Regions from separate parts of the Bicyclus anynana genome. Here region 1 is linked to region 2. A link is a contact called in public Hi-C data. All regions are on one chromosome and are shown on one strand. Each heading gives the region's core, a stretch centred on a gene start, on an enhancer-like site or on the middle of the called end of the contact. The rest is flanking DNA. Distances are from core to core; before and after follow the strand shown. Region 1 holds the start of LOC112055815 (cell adhesion molecule Dscam2). Region 2 overlaps LOC112055815 (cell adhesion molecule Dscam2).

Evidence for each region. Hi-C and Micro-C count contacts between places; a contact is called where the count stands out from the background.
Region 1: a contact with region 2 is called in a Hi-C map of whole larva, with 4 times the contacts expected there. The contact joins the promoter of LOC112055815 here to the enhancer-like site in region 2. A contact is called at or near these places in 2 of 2 Hi-C or Micro-C datasets (whole body and whole larva).

The regions. Positions count from the first base shown.
Region 1 is chr9:9,142,431-9,146,991 of ilBicAnyn1.1, forward strand. It overlaps LOC112055815 (cell adhesion molecule Dscam2), which reads right to left and starts at 1,809. Exons shown (of 41, transcript XM_052883550.1): 1 at 1,658-1,809. It overlaps LOC112055814 (glycogen phosphorylase), which reads right to left. Exons shown (of 9, transcript XM_024096024.2): 9 at 3,338-4,561.
Region 2 is chr9:9,108,972-9,114,113 of ilBicAnyn1.1, forward strand. The region is part of intron 2 of LOC112055815 (cell adhesion molecule Dscam2); the gene reads right to left. Among protein-coding and RNA genes, the nearest start is that of LOC112055815, 33 kb to the right of the region's middle. Within about 2 kb of position 1,255, at least 2 of the 8 cell types and tissues checked have open chromatin away from gene starts, as enhancers often do.

The sequences.
Region 1 (4,561 bases), core at 559-3,058, 34 kb after region 2:
TATTAGTATTACTCGTAGCTAAATAACCCTTTCGTATTCACGTTTTTAGGAAATTACCTACTTAGTACTATGAAAGACAAGCTACCGTACGACAGTTTACCTTCGATGCGGTTTGCGACATAATCCACGACTACTCTCTTTAAAATTAATTGTATGTAATGTTGCTATTTTTAGTATTTGTCAGCTTTCAATTTTATTTTAAATATTTCACTAAGGAAGTACTGTTAGGTTCACTTTTATGTTTATGTTCTAAATATATTACCCATCCATCACAGAAACTCATCATACGAAAGCTTTTTTCTGGTAGAACAGTTTCTATACGATGGCTTTCGGCAAAATTCACGAGTGCTCTCACTTAGTTCAATGTAATTTCATGTCCAATTTCTAGTTCGATATCATTAACTTCGAACTCTACTTTTAGTCAGAATTTTATTACTGTCTTATATAAGTAAATGAAGGTTGTAAGTAAATTACTTAGAATAGAAAAGTTAACGTGAAATGTGTTCCGACAAAATTCCCGAGGTCTGTCTCAAATTGAATTCAATCTCATTTTGCTAGTATTGCTGCATTTTAGCTTTTAACTCTAGTCATATTCTCGACTTTATCAGCGACCTAGCTAAATCAAGGTTACTCTATATTCTTTTATATTAAGTATGTATAGAAAATCTACCGACAAGATGGGTTGCGGCAAAGTTCACGAGTACCGTTGAGGTTTATAGGTAGGTACATCGCAGAATTGGGTCTATTGAATCTATTTATGGATCGTCCGCCCTCGACTATCAAAAACACACGGTATACGAACTCTAGCATATAAGTCCTTAGGCGTGGTCAATTAATTAACTGAACCAGCCGTTTATATAAATAACCCCCTAAACGCTAACTAAAGTTATTTTTATATTAACTTCTGTCATTTATGATTCACGATTACTTAGTCATCTTTTTCTCACGACTCCGCGAGCTTACACATGCGAATATATTGTTTCAAATACATATATTACAATCTGTGTAAGTATATACAGTAACTATTGGCTTAACAATATTCCCTCCAGGATTAGCCGGCTAATCCTAAGGCCGGTCCTTTGCTCTATGTGACAATTTAACGAAACATTTTTAAAAGCATTTTTAGGGCCAACGACACATAGTTTTAATAAATTCCAAGGTTTATTGTGTACATAAATATTAAGTTATGTTAAATGTACTATCAAGAAATGACGAAGCACATGGATTTAAGACCGTCAAGATCTTCAAGTTTGATTTTTAAAGGCTTGCTAACATTGTATACATTTTCTTTAATAATATGATTATTTTAGTGCGCGTATTCACTTTATCACGGCTTTCATGTGCCTACAATCTACATAGACATGTCCTTATTGATATGATTATAATTACTTCTATATCAACATTATTTACTAGTTGACATTGACCGGTAGTGCATGAGTAATATTATTGGTTTTCGCACTGTCCAACTTTTATATCATATCGCCAATTCGTCAGAGATTAGATATAATAAAAAAAACGTTTAAACCTGTGCACACTCTGGACAACATCGTTATCGATCGTGGTTGCGCGCTCCCCAGCCGGCGTTTTCGCAAAATCCCCATGTATAATAACACAAAGGCACAATGAAATCGGGTTTTACAGAATGGAGGGCCATTACCTGAGAAACGCGAGCGGCGGCTCAGCGTAGCTCCCACAACACAATTCACCACAACACACGCGAACGGACGAGCGGCGATACCGACCCGCCCAAGACACAGACGCCGAGTGACCGACCGCATATACTTTGATACTTCGTACTAGCTATACACGGCCGATGACATCTAATGGTCTAAGATCCGGCACAAGGAATGTATAGCCTCATCTGATATTTATTTGGAACAAGAAAATGAAAGGAAATATTTACAAATTGCCTAGTTAAATTGCAGCCAACCACATTTTTCCAATGATATTAAATACTGTTAGATGTGTAACTAGCGCATGAAAAAGAGCGCTCAAAAAAGGAAGTTTATAGTCAACTCAATGTTAGTTGTGGTCAACAACGGACGATATTTAAACAAATAATACCTAAATATCGTCTACGAGCTTAAAAACTATATATCGTCATCAACCCATATTTGGCTCACTGCTGAGCTCGAGTCTCCTCTCAGAATGAGAGGGATTAGGCAAATAGTCCACCACGCTGGCCCAATGCGGATTGGCAGACTTCACACACGCAGAGAATTAAGAAAATTCTCTGGTATGCAGGTTTCCTCACGATGTTTTTCCTTAACCGCTTGAGACACGTGATATTTAATTTCTTAAAATACACACAACTGAAAAGTTGGAGGTGCATGCCCCGGACCGGATTCGAACCCACACCCTCCGGAATCGGAGGCAGAGGTCATATCCACTGGGCTATCACGGCTCTAAAAACTATATATACATAAATATATAATGGAATTAAAGACAAAATTGTGCATTTGTGCGCTCAGTGTTGTAGCCTTATTAATCGGATCACTTTTTGCGGTGTTTTTGTAGGGACGTAACCGATCTATAGTATAAAATTATCATTGCATTTTTCATACAAAATGTAGGAAACCATGAAGTAGATCAAAGGCAACTTAGTACTTTAATTTGACATATTAGACGAATATATAACCGGTGAGGGTATTTGTATAACATTAATTAACTGTTTATATCTGGCAGCCTACAGTTTCAGTTTGAAAGCAGGCAGCCTTTACGTTTTTAATTCTGTTATATTCTTTTAACTATTGTACGATTTTCATTATTTAGGCAAACATTTTTATTAATATAGATTAAATAATTAAAAAGAAAATAATCCAGAAAGTAATCAAGTCACCGTGCAATTTTACTAAGCAAATATTTTCCATCATTTATTTCTTATTCCAAATAAATAACAGATGAGCGTATATATTTCTAATTCCGGATCTTAGACTATAAAGAGCTCAACTATATCATTCCGTCCTTTTCGTAACACAATCGAATAGAGGACGATCCTGACCGAAGCGAGCCGAACGGTAGCCGAAATAAAAGGAGCATCCGACGCGTGATTTGCGCACGCAGGATCCTCGGCGTCCTGCGTACGGAGTCGCTCGAGAAATAGATTTAACTACCGTACGCTCCCTACTCGTAAATACAAGATGGCGAAAAGGAAACCCATTGATATTCATTCACGCAATTGTCACTTCCTCCATATTCAATCGAATTAAATGAGCTCATATAACGAAATATCAATGAAACAATCTACTGATTGCATTTATTGTGTAAACTATAATGGAACTAGTAAATCTACTTTCTAAACTACATTTTAAATAAATTTGATCAATAAAAAACCATCTTTATTAGTCATAAAATATATTTAAATTTTAAAAATTGCAGAAATATGTAGTATAAATAACATTAATTAAAAATGATTATTAAAATATATGAGATAATACATAACATACAAAGATAATACAAAATTTGCGGCAGTAGAGTTTTCGTAGAAAATTAACCATATTATCAAAATTTCTTAACCTTCTAACATATTCGTTTACGTGATTTGTAATACAAAAAATATACATTTTTTTATGTAATAAGTGATATATTAAAATGGGTTTATTAGTAAAGATTGGTAGCAAGATTATAATCCTATATGGGCCGATTAATAAATATTTAATCAATATCCTTCATATACCTAATATGTTAATTTGCACAGTAATAAAAAAATACTAATTCACGTAAACGACCTTGCAAGGAACATTGTTATATGGCACACACATTACAATAAGATATATACATATTTATAATATATGATATATACTTAGTATTAAATAAATTTAATTTAATAAATAAATTTAGTAAACAAATACTATAAAAAAACATACTGACTATCTGTCGGATGGCTCAACTTCAACATGCATTAAATACTTAATTTTATTGTGTTTAACAAAGTTGATTGCAGACTATCACAAATATATACTCAGAGGCACAATTATCCGCCCACTTTAATATACTAACGTCATATCAAAATGAGCGGATAATTGTACCTCTGAGTATAGTAAGAAATCTTTGCCAGGATCTACAAATACATTGTGAGTTACTTTGGAGATTTAGGCTCATTGCATTTTCAGTTAGATGGTTTGTTTGTTAGTTTGCTATCAACTTTAATCTACAGAAAAAAAGTACTTAATTTATCATCAAAGTATATTTATATATCAACGATTTGACAGCTTACCTTACTAAAACTATCGTCAAACTACAAATCCAATAAATTTAATACAATTTTACAACATCTAATAAAATTTAAATTTCAATTTGTTGCACACAATTTCATAATATAATTTTTAAAGCCTCCTAGGAATTAAAAGGAATATATTACTATTTACTTATTCATCAACAACATCAATAAATAATTTAATGATATAGCTAATATTATTTGCACTATTTTGATATTACCTCGTAAGCATTAAGAAATATTAGGACAAAAGTAGCAAAATATAATTCTACAAGCATTCAACAATATAATCAGAAAGACTAGATAAATACATTATTTAATAAATATAATTGTAAGTAAAAGTAT
Region 2 (5,142 bases), core at 5-2,504:
CAAAATTCATTATGCTCAGTTTAGAAGCATTTTTGAAACTTCAGCAGGTCAATTGTGAAATGGCTGCATCAATTCTTAATCGCACTGTATTAATGTCAAAATATGATTTTCGATGCAATCGATAATAGCTCGGACTCTCGGATCTAGTGACTCTACCACATGTTCAAAAGGCAGGATCTGCTGAGAGTCTGTTATTGTTATGATTTACTTGTTACTTGATTATGTACTTATTCATTAAGTTTGCAGAACTTTACTTTATTTATCGGTTTTTATAATCGGTTTATTTGTAAATTGGTACTACTTATTTGTTGTGTTGTAAAATTGATCGGTCTATTGCTAATTGCTTTAGAAGCCGAAATTACACGCGAATAATCGCTAAGCAATCACTTACACCATCGCTAAGCAATAATACCTATATCACTTAATCTTAATTGGCGAATGTAATGCCAAATATTGAAAGTATTGGTATATTGGTAATGTTTCATACAAACCATCTTTACCAATTTATTTATTGAAAAGAAAAAATGTACAGCTTCTTCTTACATTCTTTATTTATTGTACAAAACATAACATCCATTATTAACATAAACATAATAATGTACGGTATTACGGAGAAAGTAGATCTTTAGAAAGCGAAACGTTAACACATATTTTATTTAAAATAAAATAACCATTTCATATATTTCATGTAGATAATAGATAACCTATATGTTTAATTAACTTTGCGATATCATCGAAAATAAATACTCCTTAGAAGTTTAACAATGGTATTCATAGACGGTGTAGGGGCATCACCAGGGGATCATTCACCCGCTGAGTGTCAAATTCTTCTTTTGATTGGTGGGATTTAGCGTTCCGGTACGATGCCGTGTAGAAACCGAAAGGGGTGTGGATTTTCATCTTCCTCCTAACAAGTTAGCCCGCTTCCATCTTAGACTGCATCATCACTTACCATCAGGTGAGATTGTAGTCAAGGGCTAACTTGTAAAGAATAAAAAAAAAAAAATCCCAAACAAATAGAGGTTAAATTCGACACTCAGCGGCTGTAAGAACTTCCATTAACCATTTCATATATTTCATGTAGATAATAGATAACCTATATGTTTAATTAACTTTGCAATATCATCAACAATAAATACTCCTTAGAAGTTTAAGAACTTCGAAAAAAAAAATGCGTTTCGAGAGCAAAAACGTGCCAAGCGTTCTTGTGACAGATGGTGTGGCTCAGTCTCGTGATTGGTCGACCCGAGGCGTCCGTACTCGGCAGATGCACGTGCGATGGAATCTTTTCTTTTAGCCCATTACATAGAAATGATTGAATGCGCCACTCGGTGCTTTTATTTTTTTTTGTTTTCGTTTGTCTGGCATTGTAATAAGATGCACCTACGAGTCTACGGATTTTATACATTTGTCTATACAGATGTTAAATTAACATTCATCTTCTAACAACAACAATTATTAATATAATTGCCTTCTAATTTTTTTTTCTTTATAAGTTAGCCCTTGATTCCAATCTCACCTGATGGTAAGTGATGATGCAATCTAAGATGGAAGCGGACTAACTTGTTAGGAGGATGAAATCCACACCCCTTTCGGTTTCTACACGACATCGTACCGGAACGCTAAATCGCTTGGCGGTACATCTTTGTCAGTAGAGTGGTAACTAGCCACGGCCGAAGCCTCCCACCAGCCAGACCTGGACCAATTAAAAAAACCTCAATCGACCCAGCCGGGGTCGAACCCAGGACCTCCGTCTTGTAAATCCACCGCGCATACCACTGCGCCACGAAGGTCATTGAAATTTATGTGTCATCATCAAATCATCAAAGTCTTGAAATTAAACGTTATAATGATTGAGATATAACTTTAAAAGAGATGTATAAGAACTACAATCTACAAAAGAGCTTTTAAGCCAATATTATATTATTTAGATACTCGGAGATACTTCTATATCCACTTGACGTTTGATGTACAAAGTTGAAATTTGGCAGGGAGGTAGTAGGACTGCGCGGGTGAGAAATCGTGCGTGCGGACCATCGGGAGTGTTACGAACGAAGTTGCCAAGCAATAATACTGTTTTCTCCTCGTCATCAACCCATATTCGGCTCACTGCTGAGCTCGAGTCTCCTCTCAGAATGAAAGGGGTAAGGTAAAGTCCACCACACTGGCCCAATGCGGATTGGCAGACTTAACACACGCAGAGAATTAAGTAAACTCTCTGGTATGCAGGTTTCCTCACGATGTTTTCCTTCATCGATTGAGACACGTGATATTTAATTTCTTAATATACAAACAACTTCAAAGTTGGAGGTGCATGACCCGGACCGGATTCGAACCCACACCCTCCAGAATCGGAGGCAGAGGTCATATCCACTGGGCTATCACTGTTTTCTACCAACAACAAAAATATGTTTTATAAATTGTTTATTATCTTTAGAGGAATTTTAATCATTTGAACTGGATGTTTGCAATGTCGTAATCAATGTTAATAGCATGTGGGCGCTACAACTGATCGCGCGACACCTGCTCTAGCCAACTGGCTGCATCTCGCCTTATTGTACAAGTTTCACATTCAACTTTGAAGTGTTTTTCAGATAGCATGGGTACGGTGACAGTCGCCTGTATGGCGTTCATAATACGTACTATTATCGTATACGGCAAACTTTCAAGAGTGAAACGAACTATCACTCGCACCATCCTACATGAAACGAACTGTAGGTGTGAGTTTTCATAGTACACGAAAATATTTAATACTAGTGGACGCCCGCGACTTCGTCCTCGTGAAATTCCTCGGGATGAAAAGTAGCGTATGTATTAATCCAGAGTAAAATCTATTTCCATTCCAAATTTCAGCCAAATTGCTTACGTAGCCGCGGCGTAAAAATACTTACACTCTTTCATACTTACACACACACACAAACTTTCATCATCATCATCATCATCATATCAGCTGATGGACGTCCACTGCAGGACAAAGGCCTTTTGTAGGGACTTCTAAACATCACGATACTGAGCCGCTGCATCCAGCGAATCCCGGCGACTCGCTTGATGTACTCAGTCCACCTGGTGGGGGGTCTACCAACACTGCGCTTTGTAGTGCGGGGTCGCCATTCCAGCACCTTGGGACCCCAACGTACATCGGCACAAACTTTCACCTTTATAATATTAGTGCGATAAATTGACTTAAGAAAACTAAACTAAGCCAATGGAGGAGATATATTCTACACCAGTTGCGGTATTTTTTAATATTTATGACACGCTGCCCTAATCGTATTGTTCATACCATCTGTGTTAAGTTATGGCGCGTATTCAAAGCTTTAATTATGCAATAAACACGTCCAAATTAGGCGGCTGTAAGGCCGACAGCCTTAACTAAAGACGATAGTTTAAGATTGTTAATGTTAAAAAGGTTAACCTTTTCGTCAATCGCAATGGATTTATGTACTCGTGTACGTATACACTTTTTCGGCTGGTGGGAGGCTTTGGCCGTGGCTAGTTACCACCCTACCGGCAAAGACGTACCGCCAAGCGATTTAGCGTTCCGGTACGATGCCATGTAGAAACCAAAAGGAGTGTGAATTTTCATCCTCCTCCTAACCAAGTTAGCCCGCTTCCATCTTCCATCGCATCATCACTTACCTTACTTTGGATAGGCTTGTGCTTGACTACAATCATGCCTGACGGTAAGCAATGATGCGGTCCAAGATGAAGCGCGCTTGCCTAGAAGATGCCTATTCACTCTTGCCTTGAAGGTGCAGAAACTGTAGGTTAAGACAGTTAACCTCAGTTAAAGTCGACATGAAATTATTTTGTCCTCTTATTACAGTGAAATTTTAACAGTAGTTAAGCATTTATGTACCAAACTAAAAAAAATACCCGACAATCTTGAAGTTATCTAGAACTAGCGGACCCGGTCAAGCTTCGCTTTGACTTATGTGCACTTCTTCCTTATCCCTACCCTAATAATACGCCACGTAAACACCCAGAAACATCGACAGACATATTAAAGTTGCAGGTAACATCCCTCTTTATTTCGACTGGTATATAAACTGTATATTTGATCGTGTCGAAGATTCTAATTTAGATTGAACTTCACTCTATTCAGCGTTTACAAGGAAACTTAGTAAGAATCGGTATGCTCGAGTATGAATTCCGCGTTCGGACTAGAATTCTGTTTACATTATTCACGATGATGTCGAAGGATACTGGAAGCAGTCTTCGTGTTTCTAATAACTGAACTGTCATTGTGGGGAGTGACGCGCAAGAGGTTATACGATAGCAAAATTAAGTAAATATGATTATTAAATTAACATTACAGTTCGATGACCTCATTTACACACAAGATTTCTGGTTGTAATTGAATAATACGTGGTTTTGATTTGTCAATAATGCAATTCCCAGAAAATAAAGTCAAGCGATATAGGTACCTATGACTTTTAGCAAAAATTATCCTTTCTTAATTTAGTTATTATTTTTTTAATACAGTGAGCCGTGATAGCCCAGTGGATATGACCTCTGCTTCCGATTCCGGAGGGTGTGGGTTCAAATCCGGTCCGGGGCATGCATCTCCAACTTATCAGTTGTGTATTTTAAGAAATTAAATATCAGGTGTCTCAAATGCTGAAGAAAAACATCGTGAGGAAACCTGCATACTAGAGAATTTTCTTAATTATGGCCTAACCCCTCTCATTCTGAGAGGAGACTCGAGCTCAGCATTGAGCCGATTATGGGTTGATAATGATGATGATGAACTTTACGTTAATTGGAAGCTATATTGACCAACAAACATTTTAAAATTCATCTCTAAATTCTTCAACTTTCACATCTTTTTTCCAACAACAATATGAATATTTAAAAATATTCATATTGCTGTTAGTGTTATGTGCACCAGTCTCGTGTATTGCGTACATGCATGACGTTAAGACGCGATGTGTTTTGTTAAGGTAGGCGTCCACATATCCGCATCGTACCTACGTATCAGACGAATCGCATCAAACGGTTCGTAGTATTCTTTATATAGAAAGTCATACAAGTGCGTACATTGATCCGTATCGTACGGATCGCACGAATCTACCGTAAAATTAAAAATCCGTTTAATGCGATGCGTCCGACGCGGAGCTGTGGACGCCTACCTTTAAACAC